Regions from separate parts of the Mus musculus genome. Here region 2 is linked to region 1. A link is a contact called in public HiChIP or PLAC-seq data. All regions are on one chromosome and are shown on one strand. Each heading gives the region's core, a stretch centred on a gene start, on an enhancer-like site or on the middle of the called end of the contact. The rest is flanking DNA. Distances are from core to core; before and after follow the strand shown. Region 1 overlaps Src (Rous sarcoma oncogene). Region 2 has its middle 17 kb from the start of Gm14279.

The links. HiChIP or PLAC-seq counts read pairs in DNA pulled down with a chosen protein or histone mark.
Region 2: a contact with region 1 is called in an H3K4me3 HiChIP or PLAC-seq map of embryonic forebrain, with 2.8 times the contacts expected there. The contact joins two enhancer-like sites. A contact is called at or near these places in 19 of 39 promoter capture datasets (the 3T3-L1 cell line, 3T3-L1-derived adipocytes, the C10 cell line and 12 more), 1 of 15 datasets of contacts at CTCF or cohesin (stem cell-derived epiblast-like cells), 16 of 484 Hi-C or Micro-C datasets (the N1E-115 cell line, bone marrow-derived macrophages, brain and 10 more), 17 of 115 datasets of contacts at active chromatin or transcription factors (the HPC-7 cell line, astrocytes, craniofacial prominence and 13 more) and 4 of 9 other capture datasets (adipose tissue, liver, macrophages and 1 more).

The regions. Positions count from the first base shown.
Region 1 is chr2:157,461,789-157,467,923 of GRCm38.p6, forward strand. It overlaps Src (Rous sarcoma oncogene), which reads left to right. Exons shown (of 15, transcript NM_009271.3): 7 at 922-1,020; 8 at 1,191-1,294; 9 at 2,841-2,990; 10 at 4,085-4,240; 11 at 5,643-5,822. Among named protein-coding and RNA genes, the nearest start is that of Src, 41 kb to the left of the region's middle. Within about 2 kb of position 3,238, at least 145 of the 459 cell types and tissues checked have an H3K27ac peak or open chromatin away from gene starts, as enhancers often do. A contact at or near this core is called in embryonic forebrain, forebrain, neural progenitor cells and 2 more, where this site is marked.
Region 2 is chr2:157,537,268-157,543,402 of GRCm38.p6, forward strand. No RefSeq gene overlaps it. Among named protein-coding and RNA genes, the nearest start is that of Gm14279, 17 kb to the left of the region's middle. Within about 2 kb of position 3,309, at least 46 of the 459 cell types and tissues checked have an H3K27ac peak or open chromatin away from gene starts, as enhancers often do. A contact at or near this core is called in embryonic forebrain, forebrain, neural progenitor cells and 2 more, where this site is marked.

The DNA of each region.
Region 1 (6,135 bases), core at 1,988-4,487:
GGACCCTATCACCAGTGTCCCCAGCACTGCCTGGCTCTCTCGCTCTCTCCCTCGGCCCCCTGCCACGGCCTCTCACCACCCCCATCTCTGCCTCTTCTCTCCTGTCGGGCTCTCGCTTGCTCCTCCCTCCTCTGTCTCTGGACCCCTGCTCCAGCCAGACCTGGTTCACATTCAGATGGCTGCAAAGGTACTTCTGCCCCTGCCCCTCCTGCCCAGGCCCAGAGCCCGAACCTGCTGGGATCCCTCCTCCTTCCTGCCCTCCTCCCTCCTCCCCCTCTTCCTGGGGCAGTTAGTGTAAGAGCACTGGGGCTCAGCCACCTCATTTCCCCATGACTTGCTGTGTGACTTTGGGCATGGCCCAGTTCTCTCTGGCTTCACTTCCCCAGACAGGGCTAGGCTGCAGGAGGAAGCCTATAGGTTTTGGTTAAGGACTTTAAGGTGTGAGCTATGGTTTGGAACAGGGGCACGTACTGTTGTTTGAAGGGATAGGCCTGAACTATTGCCGGGCCAGAAGCGCCAGCCCTTGTCTCCATCGGGCATCCAGGCTCTCAGGGCTTGGGGAGAGTTTGAAGGTCTAATGTGGCATCTATCTCATGTAAACTCTGCTTTTCCCATCCCTGCCCCAGACAGCGAGCTTCCTCCCTTCCTCTCTCCTAAGGCACCTGCAGGCCACTCTGCGCTTCTGGACACTTCAGTCTGGGGTGCGTGGGGCTCAGTTCTGCTGAGGTTTTAGGTGGCATCCCTCTGGGTCAGTATGTCATTATGGAGGTGGATGTCCCAGGCCAGTTCCTGCTGGCTTGCTGTGTACGCAGGCTGGCTCAGCTTCCTCTGCTGCGGAGCCTGGCCGTGTACCTGGGGAGGTCAAGGTTACCGACCCCGATCCCCCGTGACCTCATTCTTTGCTCCCTCCCTCCTGCTCAGAGAGGGAGACTGGTGGCTGGCACACTCGCTGAGCACGGGACAGACCGGTTACATCCCCAGCAACTATGTGGCGCCCTCCGACTCCATCCAGGCTGAGGAGTGAGTATGTTGTTCGGCTATGGTCCGCTGCCACCACCACTTCTAGTACCGAGTCCCTCGTGGGCCCGAGTGGGTAGAAGGCTGGCCACACTGAGGTCTCAGTACCCAGGGCCAGCACTGTGGGCAGCGAACCCTGGCCAACAGGCACAGCCTTGTCCCTCCCACTCCAGGTGGTACTTTGGCAAGATCACTAGACGGGAATCAGAGCGGCTGCTGCTCAACGCCGAGAACCCGAGAGGGACCTTCCTCGTGAGGGAGAGTGAGACCACAAAAGGTATGCCTGAGTGAGCGGTGGCTGGCAGAGTTCAGCTTTGAGGGTATTACTTGAGCTGGGTATTGGAGAGTGAATAGGAGTTTGGTACATGAGATGGGGAGGGGAGAGCCTTGCAGTGGAGGAGGTAACAGGAATTAAAGTTAAAGTGGCACTTGAGGAAGACTGAATGATCCAGAGGTGGACAGGACACGCAAGCTAAGGCTTCCTCTGGCCTCAGTTTCTCACATGGAGAGTGGGTACAGTTTACCAGGAGTGTGACACAGCTGTGGATATGTTTTACAGATGGGAACAGGAGCCGTATGCCCCTCTGTTTCCCTTTTCCCTTTCCCAGGGGCCTTTTCTGGCCTTACCCTTCCCCCACACTGTCTCTGCTGTTTCTGCCCTTTCTCTTAGTCCATCACCATGGCAACCAAGCCAGGCTGCTTCCTGTGGGCCTGGGGCTCAGCGGGAGATGGAAAAGTGCACATACACACACACACACACACACACACACACACACACACACCCGTGTGCTGTGCACAGTACACAGGGATGATGGGTGTGTGGTGTGTGTGTGGTGTGGTGTGTGGGTGGGTGTGTGTGTGTGGTGTGGTGTGCTCGCTCACTGTTGGGGTTGGGCAGTGTTGCTGGAGTGAAATGTGGCGAGGTCCCGGTTCCTGGGGCTTGGGGGTATGGGCAAATGTGAGAATGTGGGCTCTGGGCATAGGTATGCCGTCAGCGGAGCCTTCTGTGTGCACATGAAGTGGGCAGTCAGTCTGTAGAAAACATGACTTCCCAAGGGTTGCCTTGAGACAGGTTAGGGTGGGTCCCAGGCCTAGTTCTCCCTGACTCACTTATGTTACCAGAAGATCACATTTACCTAATGACGTCCAGTGGGGCTCCAGGGGCCTCATCAGTGAGTGGTGGACAGTCCGTCAGTCCTTCCACTCAGAACTGCCAGCTACATGGCAGGCCGCTGGACCCTGCACCCCGCCTGCCTCTCCCCAGGCTATCCAGGCTATCCAGGCTATCCAGGCTTTAGTTAACAAAGGTTTCTGTTGAGGACATTCTTAGCTGCAGGTTTTCTAGGCTCCAGAGAGGCAGCGCAGGGGCAAGGGCTGCAGGCCACACTCAGGATGTACCTCCTGCCCTGGACTAATTACTCACAGGTCCACACAGCCAGCCGCTACTCCTGTCTGCTCAGCTGGTGTCCAGTAGGCAGAACAGGGCAGGCAGGCACGGGGTGGGTATACCTGGAGAGGGCCAGCATTTATGGAGTGCTTGCTGAGTACCGTGTGACTCTTCACGGTTGTCTCATTGTGTAGGGAGGAAACAGGGCAAGCAGCAACTTGTCAGGGTCACACAGTTGTGAGCACCTTGGGGTTCAGGTGTCTTACCAGGGCTGTGAGGCACAGGGGCATGTCTGCCATTGGGGTTTTGTGCCTACACGGCTGCCCTGCTCCTCTCAGCACACTAGGGGCTGAAAGAGAGTGGGACTAAGTCACTTCCTCAAGCAAGGAACACACTAGCAGGGTACCTCTGGGGTCTCCTCCCTGCCTACCCACAGGTGCCTACTGCCTCTCTGTATCCGACTTCGACAATGCCAAGGGCCTAAATGTGAAACACTACAAGATCCGCAAGCTGGACAGCGGCGGTTTCTACATCACCTCCCGCACCCAGTTCAACAGCCTGCAGCAGCTCGTGGCTTACTACTCCAGTGAGTGTCCCCGGCCGGCCGTGTGGGGACTCGCCCAGGGGAGCAGGGTGTCTGCCGTGCCTCCTCACCCCTGGGATGCCTCTTCCCTCCCTGCCTCTCCTCCATCTCCTCCCTTCTCCCCTTGCTCCCTGCCCAGCCCCCCTCTTCTCCTTCCGCTGCAGCTGGCCAGTGAGGAGGGGGCCTGCCTTGAGCACGCTAGAAGGGAGGGGCTAGAGGCTGGTGTTGATTGTTTCTGCAGCCCTAAGACTGGTCTGAACCGGTTCCTGGGAGAGAAGGAGGGGGAGGCTTCTTTGATAGAGAATGGCAGAGCGGGCTGGAGCTGGGCTGCGGGCCGTGTGCAGTGATGGGGTTGGTGTGGGCTCTTCTGTGCGTGGCTGTTTCAGGTGTAGCTACTTGAGCTGCCTCCTTGGCCTGGGCCTCAGCCTCTCTCAGAGGACTAGCTGCCCCTCTGTCCGTCTGCTGATGCTCTGGGGATCATCTGGTTCCCAGACCAAATCCTCCAGGGCTGCCACGGAACCTTATGATACAGTCCCAAGGCCCCAAGCCCAGGTGGCTAAAGGTTGCTCCATGCCTTCACCTGCAGTTCCTCCAACCGCATCTACAGCTTCCCACCTCCCAGCACCTCTTCCAACCCCACAGCCGATCTTGGGCTCTGGCACAGGCGATGTGCTGTATGGGGTGCCTCCTAGTTATCCCTCAGATCCAGGCCAGGGACCTCTTCCTCTGGAATGCCTTCCAGGGCTCCCAAAGAATTCCTAAAGCCTGCTTGACTTCCCCCTCCCAAATATCCTCTGTTTCATCTGTGTCCTGAGATCTTGCTAGGCGACTGGAGTCGGGGTGTGGCCTCCCTAGGGCAGACTCTCACACCTGTTTCACACTAGTTCTGATACTCTCAAATCTGACAGGTAACCAATGAGTGATTTGAGCAGGTGACTTTTGTGCCGCAGGCCCCTGGGGAATAGATGTCTACAGGAGGGTGTTTGCCTGACCCCAGAGCCAATGTGCACATGATACATAGAGCCGTACACACAGGGCAGGGAAGCCAGCTTGCTGTGGGACCCTGCCTGAGCCCCATTCCCTGCCTCCATCTCCAGAACATGCTGATGGCCTGTGTCACCGCCTCACTACCGTATGTCCCACATCCAAGCCTCAGACCCAGGGATTGGCCAAGGATGCGTGGGAGATCCCCCGGGAGTCCCTGCGGCTGGAGGTCAAGCTGGGCCAGGGTTGCTTCGGAGAGGTGTGGATGGGTAAGGAACACACGCCCCTGTCCCCATCCCAGCTCAAAGACCCTGAGTCCCTCTCTTTAATTGTCTCTACTGAACAACTGGGCTGTTTTTCATTTTATTGTTGAACATTAACTGTACAAATTGTTACACTTGTTACAATTGTTTTCCTGTGACACTTTGAACCCCGCATGTAACATACTTGGCTCACTTCCAGTCCCTCACCCCACTCCCTGCCCCCCACCCCACGCTATGACTCACCAGGGTCAGCACTGAGGTGGGCTCCTGACTCCTTGTAACCCATGCTGCTGAAGATGAAGACTAGGGCATCTGTGTACCAGCCGCACCTGGGGACTGGGCACCACGGTCCTCAAGGGCCTGAGTGAGTGTGGTCAGGTCTCACGCCAAGCCTCAGCCTCCCGATGTGAAGAAGGGGCTGATGCCAAGCTTCAAGGGGCATCTGCATATTAGTTCAGCACAGAAAGAGACAGCGCTGTGCCGTGCGGAGGGAGTGGTGGGAAGTCAGTGTTCGGTTTCCTGTCTAATTGTGCAGCCATCGAGAGGCTCCTGGAGCATCGAGCTGCCTTAGCCAAACCCAGGCTCCCTGCTATGGCTGCTTCTACCCGGGTACCCACGAGTAGAGGGGGACTATGGGGCTGTAGTGGCTGTTGCCGTTTCACCATCTTCCTTTCAGAGGGCACTGGAGGGGCCGGGTCAGGTAGGCAAGGGAAGTCTTGGGTTGTGAGGAGGAAGGTCAGAGGGAGAAGCCAGCTTTTAAGGTGAGACCAAAAGGAGGGTTTGGGTAGAGCCTGAGTGAGCCACGGCCTTGGTCTTTCTCAACCTCATCTATGATTCTTGGTGTGTGGTGGGAATCTGAGGGCTTCCCACCTTTCCCTGGAGCTCTGCGCAGACCAGCAACCACCGGGAATCAGGGCATCCGGCCTGACCCGACACAGCTAGAGAGCTGACCCAGTCTACCCTCTGACCTGTCTCTGTGACAGGGAGGTCTCCCTGCCTAATGCAGCACAGGCACTGAGCTGACCTCTTGCCCCCAGTGACCCCAGACACAGCCCTCTCCCTCCTCTGACCCGTGCTGTGGTTGCTGGTGCCTCGGGTACTGACTACCCACCCATCAGGCTGCTGTTCGGCTTCCTGTCCTGTCCTAAGCAGTCAACATCCTAGTAGCAGTCACATTGTGAGCAGGCTCCAGACACACAGTTCACAGCCCTGGGAGGGGTCTCCATTCCCTGAGCCTATTTAATAAGTGTGAATGGAGAGTCTCAGCGTGGTATCTGGCCTTGCCCAAAGCCCATGCCCTGAGTTCAGAGGCAGAGATTGAGACAGGCACTTGTGTGGACTCGCCTGGGTGGCCCCAGTGCAGCAGAATGATAGCCTGTGCTCATGTTCCCACGTCTCTCCCCGACAGGGACCTGGAACGGCACCACGAGGGTTGCCATCAAAACTCTGAAGCCAGGCACCATGTCCCCAGAGGCCTTCCTGCAGGAGGCCCAAGTCATGAAGAAACTGAGGCACGAGAAACTGGTGCAGCTGTATGCTGTGGTGTCGGAAGAACCCATTTACATTGTGACAGAGTACATGAACAAGGGTAAGGTCTGAGCCCGGGGTGACCTTTTCAGGTGCCCACGCAGGGCGGGCCAAGGGCAACTTACTCCTTACCCCAGACCACCCCAATGAGTGTACGCTACATCAGGGACTGACTGCCTCTCTCCTTTTGTAAATAATAACAAATCTAGTGGGTTTTTTTCTAAAAGACGGCTTCTTTTGTCCTTTCCCACTGTCACGATCCCTGTTGTTGCTGGTTTGGTGGCACACACCTGTAATCTCAGTGCCCGGGGGTTGAAGCAGGAGATCGTGAGTTTGAGGCCAGGCTGGGTACATAGCAGGACTGTCTCTGTCTT
Region 2 (6,135 bases), core at 2,059-4,558, 76 kb after region 1:
GAGATCCGGGCGTATAGCTACGTTGATTACTTTCTCCTTGAAACCCTTCACTACCTTGGTTGCCATGGCAACTCCCTCTCCTAGTCGTTCCTCTCTTTCTTCTTTGTCGCCTGTCCACACCTCCATCAGCCCCTTGAGTGTCTCTAACTCTGATTTCCCCCACTGGGTGCTTCCCACCCTTTCCCTGCGAACCCACTCATTCCTCAGATTCTCTCCCTTCAACCTCCATCCATGGGCTGGTCCTTTCTAGAACGTGTTGGGACACCATGCCTGCTGGCCACCTAGCTGTGCCTGTTCTCAGCTCTGCCTGACACTGAACCCACTGGGGCCTTCATGACCTGTGCTCCAGTTCTGCCACTCTCCCCTGTCCACCAATATCCCCCTCTCCTGCTGCCCCATCCTCTCAACGCAATAGCCAAGTACTGGGGTATACTGCTGATTTTATTCTCTGAATTGGAGACTGTCACCTCCAAGTGTGGCATTCTCATCTGCCACCAGAGTGATCCTCTCAAATCACAGACCTGTCACTGGTGGAAAACCCTTCATGGTCCTACTGACTGTAGGACAGTGACCAGATGTCTTCACATGATATCATGAGGCCCTCCAGGGCCTGGGCTCTGCCTGCTTAGACACATGAATCTCATTTTCTTTCTTCCACTTTCCAGGACCACAAGAGTCTTGAAATTCTCTTGTTCTGATGGTGTCCTTCATGTGCTGTTCCCTCTGCCTACAGTGTCTTTCTGGTTCTCTTTACATCTGTCTGCTCATTTTAAAGAAGTCAGACCAATAATCTAACCTGGGATATTCTGTGCCATACAAATGTCCTACTATTGCAGTTCCCATATGGTATTGTAATGGTCCACTTATGTGTCATGTAGTGTAGTATTGTTTTATGCATTGCTTGATGGTCAGCCTGCTCCTTGTCAAGTTTTGCTTTGGTGTGTAACAAGCTGCCCCAACCTTCCATGGCATGCAAATGTACATGTAAAGGCTCTGAGGCTTACAGGGCTGTGTAGAGTGCCAACTGCATGAGATGGCAGCAGGGCTGCAGTCCTCTGGAGGCTTGATGGGACTTAGTGTCCAAGAGGCTCAGCAGGACCAGGCACGTCCTCGAGCTACCTCCACATGTCCACTATGTGGGCTGCTGTTGATGACCCTGTGTCAGCAATTCCAGAGCATCCTTTCTGCCACATGGTGTTTGGGCAAAGAGGCCACTAACGCCAGCCTCCTCCCTCAGGAAGAACCTTCCCCACAGTGGAGGCATGCACACAGAAGGTGGGCAGGGACAGTGAGCACCTCTGCAGGCTGGACAATGGGCTCTGACATTCTCCTGAGTTCTGAGGAGGACATGGATGTCACCAGAGCTTCAAAGTCTTTTGAAACCCACAACAGGGAAGGCATCTGGCTAACAGCTGGGTATTAGGAGGAAATCAAGGATAGGCACAGAGTTGCTCAGCCAGCAAAGTGCTTACTGTAGACTTGAGGACCTGAGCTGGACCTCCAGCACCCTCCAAGGCTGGGTAAGGGAGTACTGGTCTGTGATCCCAGCGTCAGCAGGGTGAAGATGGATAGATCCTGGTGGCTCTCGGCCTAGGCTGTGAGAGACTCTGTATGAAAATACCCAAGGTAGGTGGCTTCTAAAAAACACTGCTTCAGGTTAACCCTTAGCTCGGGTGCATGTGCTAACACACACTAAAAGGTAAATTAATTTTAAAAGGGATGAACATGAACAACCTCTTTCTGCCCAAATGGAAATGTTTGACTGACCAATGGGAGAGGAACCCTATGGAGACAGGAGGACCTTACCTAGATCTTCTCAGGCCAGAATGGTCACTGGATGACCAATGGCTCCTAGCATGGTCTAGAAGACCAAGGGTCCTGCTGCAAGGTGACTGGTCAGGGCCTGCTGTTTGCCCAGCAAGCAGGCAATAAGGAAAGCACAGGGCAGTGCTGTGGGCTGCCTGCCGTCAGGGGGACAACAGTGGCTGGAGGAAATAACCCAGCCAGGTGCACATCTCTAGGGCCAGAGCAAACGATCCCACAGATGAGCTGTGGGGAGAAGGGCAGGCATGGTGGTGAGAAAGAGACTGGAAGTGGATGGAGGATAGTTAGGGGAAGTCTGGCTGTTTGAGCAGGATGGGGTGAAGATGTGTGGTGAGCCTAAACTCAGTAGCTGTCTGGGGAGGCTCCTCTCCATGGCTGCTCCTGGGTTATCTTCCACCTAACATTCTCCCTCTGCACAGCTGGCTCTGGGCCTCCAGCTCTTTTCCATCCTCACTGGAATTCACCTTCTATTATGGAACCTGCCTTTGCTGACCATCGCTGCCTGGCCAGGTTCGAGCTGCTTCATAGGAGCACTGGGCCAGAATTCTGGGACTCACACCTTGACGGGGATATACCTGCCTGGTTCTGGTACTGGCCCTGGGCTAAGCATTTTTGGGGGCACTTTTTCTTTGGATCTTGTAACATGCTGAGGTGGGCCCTGCTGTCTGGTTCCTGGAGGCTGCTGAAGGATGTGACCAGAGGTCCTTGAGTGCCTCCTGCACAGGCTCTGACAGCCATGCCTTTTTTGAAAATAAGGTCTCACTATGGAACCCACTTTGGTCTCCAACTCACATTTCCCCTGCTTTAGTCTCCAGAGTATGGTGTCTTTGTTATGATCTTGAGGGATGTGAAACACTGGCACTCTCCAAATCCACCGGTGCTATGTAGGGAGAAGCAGGAGGCCTAAGGGAGAGAGCTGGCCGACATGGACACGGAGTGGAAGGCAGGAAGGAAAAGCCTCTAGCCTCTCACCCCGTGAGGGACTCCACTCCTTAAAGCTGTCCCCCAGGTCTAAAACTTCCTGTGTTAGGAAAGGTGCTTTAGAAAGAACATCCCATCTAAGAGCAGCTAAGAGCAAGAACATTTATTCGAGTGTGAACAATCCAGAAGTCAGCGATTGCAGTTACGCTGGCTCCGAGTCAGCCGTCTCCTCCCCTCCGGATCACAAGCTGGCTGTCAGGGTTCCAAGCTTCATGTTTTCACCCAGCAGCGGCACTAGACAGAAAGGGAAAGGAGGCCAAGAGAGCTACCAGCACATCTCTTCGAGGGAGCAAAGTGGGGCCCTGAAGCTACCCTTGTAAGTCCCACGACATGGAAATGAACTCACAAGTCTCAAAACTGTACCGGCTACGCCCTTTTCTTATCTGTAAGACTGACTACGCCCCACGTGATGGACTAAGCTTTAGGGCCTTTGAGAGCTAGCTACCCCCTAAGAATGCCATGCCCACACACTGTTTCAAGTTCCATTCTGGTTACCGCTGACTTGGAAGGAATCTATTTGTCTCTTTCTTCCTCGGTCCACCGTTGGTCCGCAGCTGCTCCATTTTCTCTGCTCCCACCCTTCCCCCATGGCCACATTAGGATGCTCAGGAACACTGACCTTCTACAGCCCTGGGGTTCACTCAATGCAAACACTATCGACAGCAGAATTCTGTATTTCCTGTGGGCGCCTGGATACATATTTACAAGTTTTTAGAAAGGTCTAGGAAAGTACACACCAAGCCCATCCCCGCGGTTGCCACAGGGGACGGGGAAGGGAACGGGATGGAAGCAGGTGGCCAGAAGGGACCAGCAGCTCCAGCAGTGGTGTTCTGGTTCTTAAAAAGGAGCATGGATTCATGTTTCGCTTGTGTCATTAAACTTTAATTTGAAAAAATTCCCATTCATTTTCAGCCAATTACGCTGGCCCTGTGCTGGCTGTGCTTGCGAGTTTGTGCCCAGGGAGGGAGAACATTTACTTTGTGTGTGTCTGTGAATGAAGTGCAGCGATTAGAAAGTAGATTAAAAAGAAATGTAGCAAACAAAAGCCAAACAAAACGGGCGGGGAGTAGAGAAAACTCATTCATGACAATAATGGAAACCAAAGAAATCAACCCAGGAGGAAAGCCACAAGTTTCTGAGGAAAAAGCAGTGTGTGTGTGTGTGTGTGTGTGTGTGTGTGTGTGTGTGTGTGTGTGTGACATGTAGTGAGCGGCTGGACAAACAGAGTTCTGCCTCGTCCCTGCAGTGAACGGCACAGTATTATACTGATGTCAGTTTCCCCCAAATTAATCTCGGAATTCACAGTATCTGACAAGCAGCTTTCAGAGTCTGTGTGGAGAGAGGAGCAGGCTGAGGCAGCTGGGAGGAAGCATAGTGAAATGTGGCATTTTACTTCACAGATATCACAAGGTGGTAAAGAGTAATGACAAATTAAAGTCTGCTACTGACAGGAATAAACAGATTAGTTAAAAAAAAAAAACCTAAACAAAACCAAACCAAAACCCCAGATAACCAGGGGCCTCCAAGTCCCCTAGCTGTGCGGCTTCACTCTAGGGAGAGCGGAGACAGGATGAATGTGCTGACCCGTTCTATTGTGCTCCGATAATTGGCTGTCCGTTTTGAGAAAGGCTAGACACTGTCTCAATTCTATCATAGAAATATATTCCAGATGCAAGAAAGAGCCAAGAACAAACCTGTGAAACCATTAGAGGAGAATAAGGGCTCTATCTCAATCAAACATGATATATATTCAACAAGGAACAGTGGAGACAGAGGAGACGCATTTGATTGAAACTGGCAACTTCTGTCTAAGGCAAGGTTCTACAGTGAGCTGAGAGCAACAGACACGCTCAGAGAAACATTTGTCCAAAAGCACAAAAGCTTACTATCTGGATTACATCAGGACATTCTACAGGTCAATGAGCTGAAGAGCTCGAGAAAAATTGACAGTTCGGAGCGGGAATAATACAGACGCCCAGTGTACACATGAAAAGCTCACTGGCAAACAGGAAAAGACAAATTTAAAAAGGGATTTAACTTTTTCACCCATCCAATTGGCAAATACTGAGGACTGCTCACAGTGTAGAGATTAAAGTCTCGAGGCCTCTGGCTAGATCCTTGTCTGGTTCAGAAACCATGGCGGGCAATGGTGACGTCTGCTAAAAGTGAAAACGTGCAGACCCAGCATCCTATTTCTCCTTCACTGCCAAGAGAAGGTTGCTCAAAACAGAGTAGAGTCAGAGCCAACTGATGGAGGAGGAGAACTGAGGGAATGAACGGGTGCTTCTCTGTTAAAGAGCAAGAATGTCAGGGACCAGCATGGCTGTGTTGTAAAGATACTAGAGGGAGTCAAGATGCAGCCTCAGGCAAGCTCTCAGCATGGGGAACTCTTTCAAAGCACCCATGCCCAAGAAGCAGATCCACAAACCTGTGGAGGGATGGGATGCAGGACTCTGGTACAGGAGACAGCAGCTGGGCTCACATCACTCCACCTCTAACAGGGAGAATGTCTTCATGCTTTGCTTCCTTAATTAAAGTGTCATTTGGAGAGATTCTAATTTGTTTTCAGCTAATTATGCCAGCTCTGTATTTAGTGGTGCTTGTGTGTTTGAGCCCAGGGAGAAAGAATGTTTACTTTGTGTGTGTGCAGAGCAAGCTCTCAGATCAGTGAAAGGTTGGGATGGAGCGTGGCGAACACGGGTCAGGCAAACAGGAGCACAGAGGGAGCCGTTCTGAGCTCCTGGAAACCCTGTACTAGGACTGAGGGTCAAATCCACCAAGAAACAGAAGGCAAGCTGACCCAGAGGAAGCAGGCATCTTCTCTGGAGGGACGAGATACTCTCTGGGCTGGGAGGGCTCTGTGAGCACACAGGAAAAAGACACTAAGTTCCTTCAGATTTATCTGTGAATTCAGTATAAATCCAACAAAATTTCCTATAGAAAGTTCTTTTGAAAGTTGATAAATTTTAAAATCCATGCAGTAGGACTAACCCATAAGGATTAACAAAATAGTTCTGCAAAACAACAGAGGACCAGCCAACCGGTCCTGCCCTGATCCAAGCTTAGCATCAAGCCTGGAAGCACAGACACAGGCAGAGGACCAGGGGTGGCCCGACAGTGCATGGGGCCCACAGGGTTGGTGCCAGGTAAAGGGAACAGGTTAGATCAAACTGTCTACATACCACAAAATAGTGTTTGGGGTGGGGTAACTTTAGATCGTAAGATTTATACATATGGAATTTATTATTATACATGATATATTTATTAAACATGATATAATTATATATTCATAAACTATATATATATCACTTATAGATGCCAGAGAAGAAA